Regions from separate parts of the Arachis hypogaea genome. Here region 1 is linked to region 2. Evidence: chromatin contacts called from public Hi-C data. All regions are on one chromosome and are shown on one strand. Each heading gives the region's core, a stretch centred on a gene start, on an enhancer-like site or on the middle of the called end of the contact. The rest is flanking DNA. Distances are from core to core; before and after follow the strand shown.

Region 1 (3,474 bases), core at 501-3,000, 38 kb before region 2:
AAAAAATCGAGAGAATTGTGAATGAAATGTTAAAAAAATGCATTATACATCCGAGCACTAGCCCGTTTTCTTCTCCAGTATTATTGGTGAAGAAAAAAGATGGCTCTTGGCGGTTTTGTACGGACTATTGGGCCTTGAATGCTGTCATGGTCAAATATTCTTTCCCAATGCCCATAATGGATGAGCTATTAGATGAACTTTTTGGCGTGCAATACTTTTTTAAGTTGGACTTAAGGTTTGATTATCACCAAATTCATATGAAACCTGAGGATTGCTTCAAGACAGTGTTTCGCACACATCAAGGTTTATACGAATGGTTGATGATGCCATTCAGGTTGACAAACGCCCTCGTTATTTTCTTGAGTTTGATGATCTCAATTTTTGTGGATGTATTAAGAAAGTTTGTTTTAGTATTCTTTGATGATATCCTAATTTATAGACCTAATTGACATTCTCATTTAACTCATTTGATGCATGTGTTGAATATTTTTAGGGACAATGCCTTATGCTAAATTATCAAAGTGCTCTTTTGGACAAACAAGAGTTGATTACTTAGGTCATGTGGTATCCAGAGAGGGAGTTAGCGTGGATGAATCCAAGATTTAAGCTATTAAACAATGGCCTATTCCTACTTCTCTCAAGCCACTCCACGCATTTTTGGGGTTGGCCAGCTATTACTGAAAGTTTATCAAGCACTTTGCCTTCTTGGCTGCACCTTTGACCGACCTCCTTAAAAAGGAGAATTTTATTTGGTTAGAACAAACCATGGCAGCTTTTAGTCAACTAAAAACTGTCTTGACACATTCTCCTATTTTAGCTTTGTTGGACTTCTCTAAACCTTTTATCCTAGAGACGGATGCGTCGGGAATGGAGACTGGTGTCATCCTTAACCTGCAGGGTCACCCTATTACTTACTTTTCTAACTAGGGAGATGCAAGCCATCCTCGCTGCTAATCACCAAATTTCATCACTATTTACTTGGACATAAATTTCTTATCTAAACAGACCATAAGAGCCTCAAGGAATTGCAAGGTCAGACCATTCAAACCTCAGAACAGCAGACATAGTTAGCAAAATTGTTGGACTATGACTTCTCCATTGAGTATAAGAGAGGGTATGATAATAAAGGTGCAGATGGGTTATCCCGGGCCTTCATAGAACTCACTTCGGTGACAAGCAGCCTGCTGCAATTTCTTCAGCAGGAGTTTCAAACATTTCAGGTTGAAACTGAGTTCAGAAGCTGAACAGAATTCGGGTAGACTTCAAATGCATCACGGCTTATGGTACTGAGATGATAGGCTTGTTATACCAGCTGCTTCACCTTTGATTCTACACTTGCTTCATGAGAGTCACGATTCCATTATTGGGGGACATAGGGGTTATCAAAAGACACTTGCTCGCCTGACTGCCCAATTTTTTTGGAAGCATATGGCTAAACGCATTAAGGAATATGTCAATGTTTGCTCTATTTGTCAGTAGGCAAAAAATAGTACTCAACCCCTAGTCAGACTATTGGAGCCATTGCTAATCCCAACTCATATTTGGCATGATATGTTGATGGATTTTATCATTAATCTTCCTTTATCTCACGGCTGCTCCGTTATCTTGGTGGTTGCTGATGTCTAAATTTTTGCACTTTATTCCTCTTTCTTGGATTTTACGGCCCTAAAAGTAGTTGTAGCTTTTGTGTGAGAGATAGTGAACATTTCACGAGCAAATTTGGGAATAGTACACTGAAAATCAGGAATTATGCTGGCCAGGAGTTCTGCATACCATCTAGAGTCTGACGGACAAATGGAGGTCCTTAAGTGCTGCTTGGAAATGTACTTACTCTGTTACACGCAGGAGAACCCGAAAGACTGGTTTAAGTTGCTACCATGGGCTGTGTATAGTTATAATATCTCATACCACTATGCTATTGGCATGTCCCCGTTCAAGGTGGTCTTCGACCGAGACCCTCCAACCCTTCTCAAGTACGATACCAAGTCTGTTGACACACCGGCGCTACAGGAACAACTATTGCAGTGCGATATAGTACTGGAATCTCTCAAAAAGAATTTAGAGAAGGCACAATTGCGAATGAAAATCCAGGCAAATCGGAAGGCGGAAGATCAGAGTTCGAGTTCAATGTGGGTGATTTTGTGTATGTTAAGCTAAAGCCGTACCGCCAGCACTGTGTGGCATTGCAGAAGAATAAAAAAATTATCTATGAGGTATTTCGAACCGTTCAAAATCATGGCATGTATTGAAAATGTGGCTTATAAGTTGGAATTGCCCACCACAGCTAGGATCCACTTTGATTTTCACATTTCTTTACTCAAGAAATATACTGACAATCCAAATCCTCCTAACATTCTCACCCCATTTTTATTAGATGATCAAGGGTACAAACCTCAACCCCATTTGATACTGGGGCACCGAATTGTCAAGTGACTTGATACATGAAGAAACTAGCTTACAATATTTGAATTCAAATTATCAAAAACAGACCAAGATACTTGAAGAAATTAAAGGAACTTCCGCCAAAATTTGTTCAACGTAACCTTGAATGCGAGGATTCTAGAAGAAGCAAATTGTGCAACATCAGATTATCCAGAACCAAAATCATCAATAGGCAAACTATATCTAACAATTCAAGCCAAATTAGAATAAGATCTTCAACCAATAAACGATAATTCAACATATCCAGAAGCAAAATATTCAATACTTACAATTCTACAATTTCATATTTCAGGTTTAGATTATGAGGATGCAGAATCAGAGAATGCTGCTGCAGAATGTGTCCAAAATTCAAACTAAAAGCAAAATACATCACAGTAGAAGAAGGAGAATCATCATATTTTAATTTTGAATTTTAATCGCATCAGCAACAAGAAGAATCAACAAATCTTACAAATCAATCACAATTTCAAATCTAGAAAATTCATTTAAAATTTGAAGGTCCAGTTCTAGTATCATCAATCACAATTTAGGATAAGATAACACAAGCAATTCAACGAATAGAAGATTCAAAGGCAGATTTGAAATTACCTAGCGTGATTGGGATTGACGGTGTCGAGATTGATGTACGAACAGTGGATGGCACCACTCTGAACAACGGTGATGGGATCAAAAGCGGCATCATTGCAATGGAGAAGGTGCAGTTCACGTATCCAGAAATAGCAGAGGTGAGGCTACCGCAACCACCACCAAACCCACCGCATCATTCCAATAACGCTTCAATGCGTTGAACAGAGGCGGCGGCGGCGATGAAGAAACACCAGCAGAGCTGATCCTCGGTAACGGCACCGAGGACGACACCTCTATGAAGGGAGAGCAAATGCTCGCGACTCCCTGAGTTGACGGAGTGGCAGCAGCGACTGGTACCGAAGATCCTTGAAGATGTGGCGAAAGGTTTCGGTGCGTTTTTTCGATCTTGGCAATGCCATCTCCTCTCCTTGCGGCGGTCTTCCCCTGGGATCGCGAAGAGGAGGC
Region 2 (3,153 bases), core at 294-2,793:
ATCTTTTCCTCTTTTTAAGCTCATCACCTTCCATCCACTTTGGTTAGGATTCTGTCACCCATTTCATTTCATGTTAAACTCTTTCTCACTCTTTTTATAGTGGGCATCTTTAATTATGATAATATTTTCTCCTTCTAATAGATATACATATGTATGTTATTAATTAAATTCTTTATTGTTATTTATTAAGATGCATGATAACTATGCAGTCTATGCTAATTACGTATGGTTTGACTTAAAAGCTTGTTTTGGGACCATTTTTGTATTCATTTTTGTTCTCTTTTTTTGTGTTTACGTTATCTTTCAATTTGATAGGCCAAAAATTAATTTATCACGCAGATCTCAGCTTAATTTAAAAGTTTGCTACTAGCCAATAAATTATTACTGCATATATAAGACAGAATTCAAATTTCTAACACTACTTAAGCAGACAAATGAATTTATTACTAAATCAACTCAAGTTAGTTATCTTTGCTTTCTTTATTATTCGTGCATGAATCCAATAATTAAGAACTTCCAAAGACATAAAATGTCTCAAAAGAGATTCTAATAGAAAACGGCTCAACAACAATCCAACTTGGCCTGGTTCAAAGGGCGAAGCGAGTCACCTACACACATTTGATCCATATTGAGTCCTTTAAACTCGATCTTCAATTGCACCGCAAGACTTAGTTTAGTGACAACTATGTTTACTTTGCTAAAAAGTACATCGAATTCAAATTCTAGTTATGTCTAAAAAGTTGATACATAAAACTCATTTAAAAAAAAATTGCGTGTATAAGAGTACTTGACCATCTTATATTTTATTGCAAGATTTTAACAAAAATTATACAATTATAAATAAAGATTTTTTAATTACCAAAAAATATATAGTTATCATCATAACATATAATAATAATAACAATTATATAATTATTATAAAAGTATAAGTTAAATAAAACATATAATAATTATTATGTTATTATTATTAAAAAATTGTCACTAAAAATAATTTTTGTTACAGTATACCATATTAAATCGCCCAGATAGTAAAAGAGAGTAACCGCCATACGACTTGCAGCAGATAGAGCCCTCTACTATAAACATCATACGAACTCATGTAATTTGGATCCTTTTTTCTTTTTAACTACAGTCTACTAAAATACATGTTGACTTTAACATTGGAGTCATTTATAAATATCTCTCAACCGCCATTTCAAGAGTTCAAGAAAAAGAAAGTAAATTCTTAAAAAGGAACCTTATAAAAATTTGAGCTCTGCAATAATAATAACTAGCTTTTAAAGTGAAGGTCCCCTAGAACCTTTTAGTTCATTACATAAACCGGATAGCCCCTCTCCATTTGCCTTACTGTTGGGAAAGGATAGATAAATATATTTTTTTTTGGGTATTAGAAGGTGCATAAAGCCCAGAAGAAATACAAAGATATCCTAACTAAACACATCCTTAGTGTAATTTTTATTTTTTTATGATCATCCTTAGTGTAATTTATTTTGGTATTTTGGGTCTAAGATGCCCATTAGTTTTTGGACATGAGATTTTGGAACTTTCAAATGTGTATAGAAATGCCTACGGCTCAAAGTTGTGAGGCCCAAAGTTGTAACGGTATTTGGGTCCCTTGGAAAAAATGATAAGTGGATAAATAAGTTGGGCTTATTCTTTGATGAAGTTATCATTTGTAATCCATCACACCGAAAGAAAAAAAAAAAACTCCACAACTCTCTGTTATTTAGTTTATTTATTTTAATATAATTAAATATGGTGTGGAATCTTTTAGTATTTTTAATTGACTGTATATATGAGTTTGTTAAAATAATCATTATAATAGTATAATTGTTTTTCATCAAAACCTTATTAAATTTGCTAGATTGTTTTTATATTTATTTTTTAATAAAAATGGATATGAAAACAATTACTTAGGTATTTTTTTTAAATTTGTCAAATTCTTTTAAAAATTATAATTCTAATTTTTATATGAATAAAACTTAATTATATAATGAGAGTTTATGCTTAACATTTTTATATGATTAAAACTTAAGTAGGAAGGAAAATATAGACCTTAATAGCATTAGTAAGTTAATTGTTTGTCTTGGAGTCAACCTTTTACACAGGGGGATGGTCAACCTTTTTTGGGTTGTTAACAACTTATTAGTCAATCTTTAATATACCGATGATATTAAGTAACTAGTTTTACTAGAAGGAATTAAAGAATGAAACTATGACTTTGTGAATTGCAAATCTATTTTTTTGTGGTGCAGCGGATTTTATTTTAATTTTTTCGTGTGTCCTAGTTATCATGAAAATTGACTTTTATTTGGTGGACGTCGTTGTGTGACTTCAAAGTTCAAAGTATTTGAAGGAATTGTTTTTATTTTATTTTCTTTCGATCAATAGTTCGATACAATAACTTTAAACATTCTGAAATTAAATAACATTATTGCAGCAAAGCCTATACTTATTCTTGTTTATATACTATTAGATTAATAAGCACCAAATGATTATCAAGGAAATAAGTTCAATATCCATACCAAAACTCAATTCTTATATATTTGTATATAAATATATATATATATATATATATTAATAAAAAATTATTTCATTAGCCAAAATCAGTGATATTAGTGGTAGAAGAACATTGTTACTAAAAAAAATATTCTTTTAATATTTTTTTTGAAATTACACAATATACATTCACTCACACATTATTATTACTACAGATTCTATTTTTCTCACAAATAACTCGAATATATATGCAACTCCTAGTGAGAATTTCAAAGTCTCAATTGCTTATCTTAACTTAAAAAGAAATAATAAAATAGATATTCAATAATTGTTTATCAATTTAATAAGTCGCCTCAATAAATATTTTATTTTATTATTTTTACCAAAAATAATAAAATAAACTAAAATTATTTTTTTTTCTTTTACATATATTAAATGAATAGATTTTATTTACATAGTGAGAAAGTCAATTATAGTAACTAATTTGTCGATGTATGCTTTTTTTTTAGATAAACTCGACCCAAAATTAGGAGAGATGATTATTTAATTTGTGAATTATCTTCTTTAACAATGTCATCAAGAATAAATACAAATTAAATAAAATACATATTACACTAAAATAATTTAAAAAACAAATAACCAAAATATAAACAG

The links. Hi-C and Micro-C count contacts between places; a contact is called where the count stands out from the background.
Region 1: a Hi-C map of leaf shows a contact between it and region 2, with 2.9 times the contacts expected there. The contact joins the promoter of LOC140176896 here to the enhancer-like site in region 2. A contact is called at or near these places in 4 of 8 Hi-C or Micro-C datasets (leaf and an unstated tissue).

Annotation. Positions count from the first base shown.
Region 1 is chr12:115,410,595-115,414,068 of arahy.Tifrunner.gnm2.J5K5, reverse strand. LOC140176896 reads left to right here and starts at 1,750. Exons shown (of 1, transcript XM_072208455.1): 1 at 1,750-2,157. The coding sequence starts at 1,750. The coding sequence ends at 2,157. LOC112728508 (a long non-coding RNA gene) reads right to left here. Exons shown (of 2, transcript XR_003166271.2): 1 at 3,031-3,474; 2 at 2,343-2,559.
Region 2 is chr12:115,372,426-115,375,578 of arahy.Tifrunner.gnm2.J5K5, reverse strand. No RefSeq gene overlaps it. Among protein-coding and RNA genes, the nearest start is that of LOC114924879, 13 kb to the right of the region's middle. Within about 2 kb of position 1,543, at least 3 of the 3 cell types and tissues checked have open chromatin away from gene starts, as enhancers often do.